2 separate regions of the Rattus norvegicus genome follow, and region 1 is linked to region 2. The links are chromatin contacts, called in public Hi-C maps. All regions are on one chromosome and are shown on one strand. The core of a region is the stretch at or near the end of the contact, and the rest is flanking DNA. Distances in the headings are between cores, read along the strand shown. Region 1 holds the start of Lpin2 (lipin 2). Region 2 overlaps Myom1 (myomesin 1).

Region 1 (4,905 bases), core at 791-3,290, 77 kb after region 2:
TAGTATTGGCCTCTAAAAATATGGAACGCTTCACGAATTTGCGTGTCATCCTTGCGCAGGGTCCATGCTAATCTTTTCTGTATCGTTCCGATTTTAGTATATGTGCTGCCAAAGCGAGCCCAAGATGTCTGTTCTTAAACAAAATATCAAGAAGGCACGAAATTCCAGTCAAAACATCTTGAACCAAACGACAGTAGGGTCAGCAAGGCCTTCTCGCTTTGAAATGAAGGAAGAGACATCTAGACTAGAAGACATGATTGGTGGGGGAAGGTTCCGGGCTATGGACCTGGAAGGTGGCGGGGTCAGAAAGTGAGAAGAGACTTGGGCACTGAAGCAGATGGGAGTTGGGTGTGCCCCCACTTCACAGCGGAAGGAAGTTGAGGGACAGTCAATGAATATTTAATTAGTTCCCACTCTGTCTCAGTAGTAGTATAAAATCAGGCAGCCACCAGAGAATGAGGAAAATACTAGAAACAGGAGCCAATCCTTCGGAGTAAGGTGTCAAACCCCAGAGGGGGCGGTGACAGAGGAAGGGCGGGTTGTCTCGTACTTCCTGCATGATGAAAGGAAGGAAGCCTGAGAATATTTCCCTCCCAAGGTAGGAGGTAATGAAACTATCCCGAGAGAAACAGGAAAAGTCAAGATGGAGAATGAAAAGCTAGAAAACAAATAGTAACGGCGTGTTCTACAGTCCAGGCTGGAAGCTATGCTGGGCTTTCTATGGGAATCACGTGTAATACTCAAAGCGCCCCATTGGGAAGGCGTCGCTGTTTCCAGTGCATCAACTTGGGGATCGAGGACTGGGTTCTTTAATTGCACTTCCCCATAGCGGAGTAACATCCCTCGAACATTTACGGGAAACTTCCAACCTTGAAAAAATTTCTTTCACTGGTGAGATAAAAAGCCTCACTGAGGTGAAAAAAATCCCAGTAAACTTGGATGGCCTTACTGAGGCAACCTGGTTGAATTTCACCTGGAGGTACTTGGGCCGGGAAGTGAAAGGTTTCCTGGGTCCCAGCACAACCTATGCCCACCAGGCTTCATTGTTGCAAAGAAACTGCTGCGCCCGGGTCCCTCCCAGAGAGAGTCGGTATAAACGCATGGCTCAGCGGCCCCTAGACTGCTCACGCTCGCGGTGCACATGGAGAAATTAACAAGCCTTTAGAAGTGATGCCGTGGGCTTCCACCTCTACTCCCATCCCATCGGAAGGGCCGGCTGCAGAAAAACAAGACAAAAAGCAGGAGACGCCACTAACACTCCCAGCTGCAGCCGTTGAAGTGCACTTTTAAGTAGGAGGTGTTATCACTGAGCTCCAAGGGTAAATAAGGAAAGATACGGGTTCTGCAGCGATCCCATGATGGTGCACTCGCGTTACGCGGGAGACAACGTTTGCACACCATCACGCAGCAGACCGTTTGCACTTTTTTTTGGCTGCTGGGCTCTGAAGCCCCGCGCAGCGCCGCAAAGGTTGCCATGGGGACCGGAGGAAACTTTTAAAAGCGCTCTCCCGAGGCTAGCGCCGGCGTCGAGCCGCTCTCCCGGCGGGGCCCAGGGCTCGCGGCGCGCGGCCGGCGGGGGCGGAGCTCGCGTCACGTGGCCGGGGCGGGGCGGGGCGTGCGCGCAGTCTACCGCCAGCCTGGCCGCCGCCGCCGCCGCCGCCGCCGCCGTGTCCCATTCATGAGGCCCCGCGGGCTCCGCTGTGGCCCGCGGCTCCTGAGGCGGCGGCCCCGCCCCTTGCTCGCCCGCTTCTCGCCGCAGCCCGCCCGGGCCGCCCGACAGTCTGCCGAGTGAGAGCCGCGCGCCGTGCCGCAGGTAAGCGGGCCGGAGACAGCGCCGGGGGCTCCCGGGGGCCACGTCCCCGCTCGCGGCCTCTCCTCGCGTGGGCTACGTGGCCGCGGCCGCGCCGCCTGGGGACGCGCGGGCATCTGCGGAGACCCCCACGTCGGCAGCGGTCCTCAGGGCCCTGCGCGGCGCGGCCGGGGACCGCAGCCCGGGGCCTGGGGGAGGGGGTGCCGGCGCGCGGTCGCGGTCATCCCCCGGTCGGGGCTGGCGAGGTGCAGTTATTCCCTCAGGCCGTTGGCTTGCCCGCCGCCGCCTCCTGCAGGCCGTGGACCAGGTTCAGATGTGAGTAGCCTGCTGCTGGCGACCCCCGGGACACTGGGAGGTCCTGGTTGTTGTGGGAGCCGGAGCTCTACGGCCCAGTTTTGAGCGCCGCGGATCCACCCCAGCATAAGAAAATTATTTTCATTCAAATTTAGGATGGCGTTTCAGAGACATAATTATGCAGAACAAGACTAGGAAGATCGCCCTCGCTTTCAGAAAGTACTGGAACGCTGGATACTTGGAGAGGCTCTGGGGGTTTGCTGAGCAAGCGGCCACACTTATTTTTAATGCATCTTTGAGACAAAAAAATTAAAAATTGAAACTGAGTCTCTTGCTTGGCGCTGAAGCTCATTTGCCCAGCAGTAGGGATGCCGGTTAAGTTATTACTTAATCTCGCCTCACTAATTTAAAACGTTATGATAACACAGGTTCAATTTTGAAGTCTATTTTGGGATTATTTGCCACTTTGTTTATGTGTTGATCTGACGTTGGTGGTTTTCACAGGCTTAAGACTAAGAAGTGTGACAGGTGATGCTGGACTGGGCTTAGCGACACAGCCAGCTACCAGGTGTGGGAGGAAACAGGTGTTTTAGCCCTTTTTTTTTTTTTTGGCTGCCCTGCCCTGCCCTGTGTGCCCTCTCATATTGCCCGTGGGGAGCCACCTACGGGCTTCCTCCTCCCGGTTGAATGTGTTCTTGATTGTGTTTTATCGGTCCCGCCGATCTTCATGTTTTAAGTAGTAGCAGAATAGCTGTAGAATGCTAGAAACGAAACGGTTGGCTCAGCTTTTCTCGTTTGGCAAAATTGAGACTCAACAGAGAAGCTCTGTACTTAAGAGGCTCTGGAAATGGGAACATTTGAAAACCCTTGAACGCCAAGTGCAGTTAAGCAGATAAAGGGATAAAGGTTGGGGCTTTGTTTCTTGAATTGCTGTGTGCCTGACCTCATCACTTAGCATTGTGCATTTTGGGGTTTTTTTTGGGGGGGGGGGCTCTTACTGACTGGACTTATTCCCTGCACTGGGCACAGAATCTCTGCAGGCAAGACTCCAGTAGCTGTTTCCTTACCAAGCACAGAGGCTGGCTTTTAGAAGAGCTTCAGTTGGGGCTGCTTGAATGAACGGAAGAAGCAGCAAGCAGTTTGTCCTTGTAGGTCACTGGGAGCCAGTGGATCTTCCTGAAATGAAATCATCAAATTTTCTTGTATGGTATGCCATGGGTGGATAATCTTGGTGCTACCACAGGTCAGAGGTGGTCAAAGGTTAGGCCAGTGAACATTACAGCGGACATCCTGTTGGGTTTAAATATTAATATTTGACTTAAGTACAGTACGGGTCACTGCAGCTATTCTCTGATTGCATGTGTAATATACTTCAGCGATGAAACACGGACCTGGAATCCTTCCTGCTGAGAGGTATACTGGGCTGCCTCCCTTAGGTCCCTAGCAGCCTGTGGGCAAGCTTTTAAGTCTCCATTAAGTCTTCGTGTCTTTTCACTGGAGCACTCTGTCTGACCCTAGGGCCTGTCACTTTGTTTAGGGGTGGGGCTGTACCTGTTTTAGGGGTTTACTTGGAACTTTGCTTTAGCTCTGTCTGACTCCCTTCATTGCTAGCTACGTTACTGCTTTTGGCTTAGGTGCAGGGTCCTAGGACCTATCATATCACCTTCATGGCAAAATAGCTTATAGCTTTGTAGTCGGGGCTTCAGTTGGCTGAATTCTGTGTGAATTATGTTTCACTGAACATGGCAAGAGCTGGAAGATACACCCTAGAGTGATGATGATGTCCTGACGATAAGGTTTATATGTTTTTGAGATGGTCTCAGACAGATAGTTCAGGTCTTGAACTTAGTATGTACTGTGTGCCACCATGATTGGTTTAGGATGTTCCAGGACTTGAACTCAGGGCTTTGGCAAGTACTCTACCAACTGAGCTATATCCTAAGCCCCTTGTAATAACGTATTTGATTAAGTTTTCTTACTCACTTTGCTGACAGTTACCTAATTTGGGGGTCTACCTATGTCATAGGTCAATGTGTCCCCTTGTGTTCATGTAAACAAAGGAGGGAGTCAGGTGTCCTCCTCTCTTCCCTTGTTCCATATTCTTTTGGGACAGAGTCTCTCAGTCTCTCCCTGACCCTAGAGGTCATATATTTAGTTACTCTGCTAAGCCAGCAAGTCTGACTCCAGTTGCCCAGTGCTGGGGTAGCGGGTGTGTGAGAGACTAGTGGTGCTGGAATCTGAGCCCAGGTCTTCATACAGTAAACTTTTTTAGCCACTGATGGATCTCTCCAGGCACAGCAGTGTATTTAATAACTCAACCTTTCACATGTCCTATATTTCTCAGGATGAACATAGGAGGGAAGAATCACTGTCAGGGACCACGCGAAGTCAGTAGGGATCCCTAGCTATGGGTAGTGATCTGTGTGTGATGGTCGGCTGGCCAGAATACAACTACCCTGTCCATTCTAGTCTGTCTTCCTCACTGCCAACCCTGTTGTTTATGGCAGGACGCTTGAGTCAATGATCTCCTCCTACTGTTGTTATAATGTGGAAGGAGAGAAGAGGGAGAAATAGAAGAAAAGAGGTTAACCCAGTTGTAATCCCAGCGCTTTGGGATCCACAGGCAGAAGAAGTTCACCAGTTTCATGATTCGCTAGCCTGGGGTACAGAGCGAGACCTTATCTCAGAACAAAACAGAAGCAAACAAAAGACAAACCCCAAGCATGTGTTAGGAGACTTTATTACATCATAAGATCTATACCATGTGATGTGATAGAACAACACCAGCATTTCTTTTCCAA
Region 2 (4,930 bases), core at 1,811-4,310:
GTTAGAATGAATAAAAGGAAGGAGAGAAATGATATCAACTTCAAGACTTTGGGTGTGAAACTTGCAAACTTGGCGAGAAAATACTTTAGGTCATTGGAATCCTTTGCCTTTATTTGAGACGAACACCTTCCCTTGCGATACATTATTAAATTCTCAGGTAGAAAATAAAGCTTATCAAGTAACAGCAGACCAAAAATACTCTTAACAAGATACTTTAGATGTAATTGGATTTCAGTTGAAAGTTCACTTAATCCACTGGAGTCAGTAGGATCACTGGTCTCCCTTTGAAGTCAAAGCTGGAAGAGATACTGCCCCGCCATTGCTACAAAGTCCAATTGTGTTGCTAATGAGAAGCCAGACAACAGACCAAGTGTGCCTGTGGTGATTTCCCAAGACAGCTGTTAGCCAAAGAAACCCACAGACAGAACGGGTTAGAAGTATGTTATGTGGTGATACCTAAAAAGACATTTTTTTCTCTTGATGCTTGACACTTTTAAACAGTATCTGTGTTGATTGTATCACAACAACAATGGAGGAGGAGGCCAGGTGAGCCAGATCAGATAGGGGATAAGAGAGACCTGGCCTGGCAGGTGATCTATCTGGAGGTTAACAGTGGGCAGTGCAGCTTGTAGTCATTCTTTTGAGAGAAACAGAGCAGCAGGCAGGAGAATCACATAATGGGTAGGAGAACCATGCAAGGCCTCAAGTAGGAGCTGGGCACAAGCAGCAGAGCAGGTTAAGAGAATACATTCTCCCAAAGAAAAATGAGTTGAGATTCAGTTAACAGCCGAGTGTCTAAAATTTGGTTGACCTAGTGGCTGGTAAAGCCCTGAGAAGACAGATGTGGGCAAGCGGCCTCATGGTGGACACATAACGGATTCTGAGGCAGGAGGCTGGCTGGCTCTGCAAGATGAGCAATACTGGCTAATTCAGAAAACTGCTCTTGTACCTGCTTCCTTTCTTGGTTCTTTTTTTTTTTTTTTTTTTTTTTTCTTTTTTCCCCGGAGCTGGGGACCGAACCCAGGGCCTTGGGCTTCCTAGGTAAGCACTCTACCACTGAGCTAAATCCCCAGCCCCATTGTACCTGCTTCCTAACTGTCCCTTTGACCCCAGCATACAGTTCTCAGTGGTGGCAACTGGCATAAACTTCAAAGGAGGAAAGGTTCGTTTGCCTCGTGTCTGAGAGGTTTTAGTCCATCGTGCAAGGAAGACATAGCATAGCAGCTAATGGTCTTACAGACAGGAGGCAGAGAGTAAGAGAGGGACTGGGGGCCATCTTCAGTGACTGACATCCTCAGCACAGGACCCACCTCTTAAGGGCTCTGGGCTTCCCAAAGTAGTACCACAGGAATCACCACAACTACCATCACCATGACAACCAAGCATCAATCACCACATGAGCCTATGGGAGACATTTCATATTTGAACAACTACTACCTTGTTCTGAGCAGCGCATCTCTTGTAGCATCAGAAATGTACCCTTCATTCTAGGCATCTCGTCATTCGTGTGGCTGTGAGGAATGAGCTGGGAAAGTCAGGGCCAGTGGAGGCCACAGGGTAGGTGCCAAGATGGCAGGCCAGTCAAGTGTGATAAGTAAAAGACAGCTCAGTGATACGAGCCACTGGTGACCGTTGCTCCCTGTGGTTTGAGCTATCTGCTCCTCTTTTGAGGGTTTTTAAAAACATACGTGTGTCATACTTGTGCACATATGTACACAGAGCAGGACAATAAGGTTTAGAATACTGCTCATGTAAAAGGTTTAAAAATCATATCTCTATCTTGTTATGGAGATAGGCAGGAAAGTAAACAGCTCACTGAGATGTAATCATTCTTATTTCCTTTTCTAAGAAATAGAAAAACGTGTCAGAATCAGTTCATTTCCAGTAGTTTATGTTATCTCTGGTCATTTCTCAGCCCATTCTCATATCGAGAGTTCCCGGGAGTTTTTTATCCTTAATATTTGAGGTTGAAGAACTGACTAGGGACAACTTTTCTTTTTCTTAAAGATTTATTTTTAATTGTGTGTTGTTTGTGCTTGTGTGTATGCATGCATGAGTGGGGAGGAAGGGGAGGAGGATGGGGCTGTGTGCACACAAGTGCAGGCATCTGTGAAGTCCGGAAGGTGTTGGATCTCCTGGAGCTGCCTCTTGTTTGTGGGTGTTGGGAACCAAACTTGGACCCTGTATAAAACTAGAACATAACCTCATAGTCACTGAACCATCTCTGCAGTCCCAGGACAACTTTTAATACCTTGTCAGGCCCAAATAATCTTTCATTCTTTTCTCTACTCAAATCTCCCGGCGTACGAAGTGAATTTCCATGTTCTTAAACAGATTCAGAAGTAGTTTCTGAAAAGTCCCGAGTCACTGAGGACTTTGGCTCTCTTTTCCAACCGGGCGAGGTGATGGAAAGTGGGCTGACCTTTCACCTAGATGAGACTGTCTGCAGGGAGTCTTTCTTTTCACAACAGACTCTATCCTGCTTGACTTCTAAGTGTAAAGTGATGTGGAAAAGTGCTTTCACTTCACTTGCTTGTTTATCAGCATAATAAGGCACGGATAAATAATTAGAGTTCAGTTTTAAGTATCCAGCTGTTCTATTTATCTGAGAACTCACGGCCAACTCATCAGTTAATTTTCATTTTAAGACTCTACGAAGTCGTTTGAAAAGATTATACATTTCAATAATCTGAGCCTTCTTATTTACTTTCTGTATATGGCTCAGAGCCAGAGTTACCAACCTTATTCGCAGCACAGGATTGCAACGTAGTGATACCTTTACTGGACAGAAGGTATATGGTTTTTCTTTTTCTTTCTATCTCCTTTCTGGTTGCTTTCTGTTCTTAACATGTTTACCAGTAGCAGGCTCTTCTCTGTTTGTTAAGCTTAATCTGCTAAGGAAGTAGCCGGTTAGGTGTGTCAGCATTGCCACAGTGAAGAATAAATAGATCCCATGTGACAGTCAGGAATTCCCGGTGAGCAGGACCCTAAAGTGGACTTTGGCACCTGAGCCCTCCGGCTTAGAGAACTGTGTTCTCTTGTTTGTTGGTTTGGAGCCAGGTTCCAGGTGGGTGAGGCTTTACAGAACAAAGGTATTTACTGATCAGAGAGGGAGGTGGAGCCAAGGGACCTACCCATATGCTTTCAGTTGTGTGACTTCTCTGCACTGAATTCCCATCTTTAGCCCCGGGGGTGGGGAATTAAGAGTTTAGACCAAGCAATACTTTTCTTTTATAAACTTAACTCACGTCTTTGCTATAATAAACAGCAAACAGGGTGATTCATTTTCTCTGGGGAAGGACTGCAGATAAGATAATGGTTGATATGAGTAACTTGGTCATGCTTCCAACGCAGACACTGTGCAAAAAGAGAAAAACAATTTAGTCAACACCCATACAAGGAGGACGTCACTTCTGTCCTCCTCATAGTAACACAGATATACAAGTATGCTAAATTTATATTCTCACAGGGACTCTTGCAAACTCTGCATTGTAATACTAGCTAGGCCCAAGCATTCTTCAGCACCAGCCTTTACCTCAATTCCAATAAGCACAGTGCTTCACTACTTTATAACAAGGGGGTGTCTGGACAAAAAAAAAAAAAAAACAACCCAGGGCCTACAACTTGACAAGGACCGTGTGGCAGATGCTTCACTTAAGGAACAATTAGACATTTCATTGATCGCTATTTTAGATTAACAATGAGTCAAATATGATGATAACCATTTCTTAAAACTAAGACTGAAAAACTCTGCAAGACCTAGTGCTGTCTGTGTTCTTCCCTCTCCACTCTTGTGTTAACAATCACTGTTTGGATGTATACATAGATACGGAAGTGAAAGCTTACATTGTCGCTGGGAAGAACACAAAGTATCTCAACTATCAGGATCAGGATCTAGGATAGTTTCCTCTTGAACATCTCCTAACAAGACTCTGGCTCTCTTGGTTATGTTGGACAACACCCAGAATGAAGGACTTCAGTGGTACCGTCTAGAGACAAAATAACATTTCTCTGGAAAGCATCTATAGAAAAATTTTCTAACTCTTTGAAAAAGAATAAAGCTGTAACATTCAGAGACTAAATGTAATTTTTCTAATATACTGAAACAAACGGAGTTTAGGCTGATGACTGGATTTGCATACATTTGCATACATCGAGTACATTTTGCTTTTTTTCAAACTGGATTTGGCAATAGATGTGCTGTTGTACAAACTTTAAATTGCTATATTGGAAGCCAGTGCAATTTATTATAAGCCCCCCCTCCAAATAAAATAACTCTAAATTATTTCCTTTTAAAATCCAGAAACCAATCTTCTTGAAACACATTGGATCTCTTGAAATTTATCTCCATTTAAATTTTCATATGGCTCAATGATAATCTTCTCTAGTTGTCATTTCCAATCTAGAGAGACACCTTCAAATTGATAAGGTTATGGGGTAAGTAGAGAAAGTTCCCGTACATTCTTCCTCTGGATATGACTTACGATTTTGAGTGAGAGAATGTAGGTGATGCTTATTTTTTCTATTTTCTCTTGGAAATTTCTCTGTAGTTTAGTAATGTTTTTCTATTCTTTTCTGGTTATTTAGTAGGTACAGGATTTATTGAAGCAAAAGTTATGAATCCACTTCCCCTTTGCTCAAGACTTCTTTGTCCGTAATGACAATCAAGTCTGTTCCCAACTGTGGTGTCCATTTCCATCAAATTTTCCTCAGTTCCAGGCAGACAGAACTGGCTCTGGTGTTGCCTCTACATAAGAAACATGACAGATTCATTTAATTCCTTGTCACAGGATGGAAGCTGAATTTCAGAGAATCCCTGGCCTAGTCCAGCCTTGCTGTAAGGCTAAATAAAGGAAGGCATTTAAACACGAGAATTCTTGGCTGTCTGGTTTTATCACAAATCTCAACCAAATGCCTTCTTTACAATCTT

What was found. A called contact is a pair of places that touch in the nucleus more often than the background predicts.
Region 1: a contact with region 2 is called in a Hi-C map of kidney, with 2.5 times the contacts expected there. The contact joins the promoter of Lpin2 here to the enhancer-like site in region 2. A contact is called at or near these places in 9 of 12 Hi-C or Micro-C datasets (the A7r5 cell line, Schwann cells, hepatocytes and 4 more).

The regions. Positions count from the first base shown.
Region 1 is chr9:118,528,315-118,533,219 of GRCr8, forward strand. It overlaps Lpin2 (lipin 2), which reads left to right and starts at 2,041. Exons shown (of 20, transcript NM_001108236.1): 1 at 2,041-2,125. LOC120094977 (U6 spliceosomal RNA) reads right to left here and starts at 121; the gene lies at 15-121.
Region 2 is chr9:118,450,116-118,455,045 of GRCr8, forward strand. All of the region lies in intron 21 of Myom1 (myomesin 1), which reads left to right. Among named protein-coding and RNA genes, the nearest start is that of Lpin2, 78 kb to the right of the region's middle. Within about 2 kb of position 3,061, at least 11 of the 93 cell types and tissues checked have an H3K27ac peak or open chromatin away from gene starts, as enhancers often do. A contact at or near this core is called in kidney and liver, where this site is marked.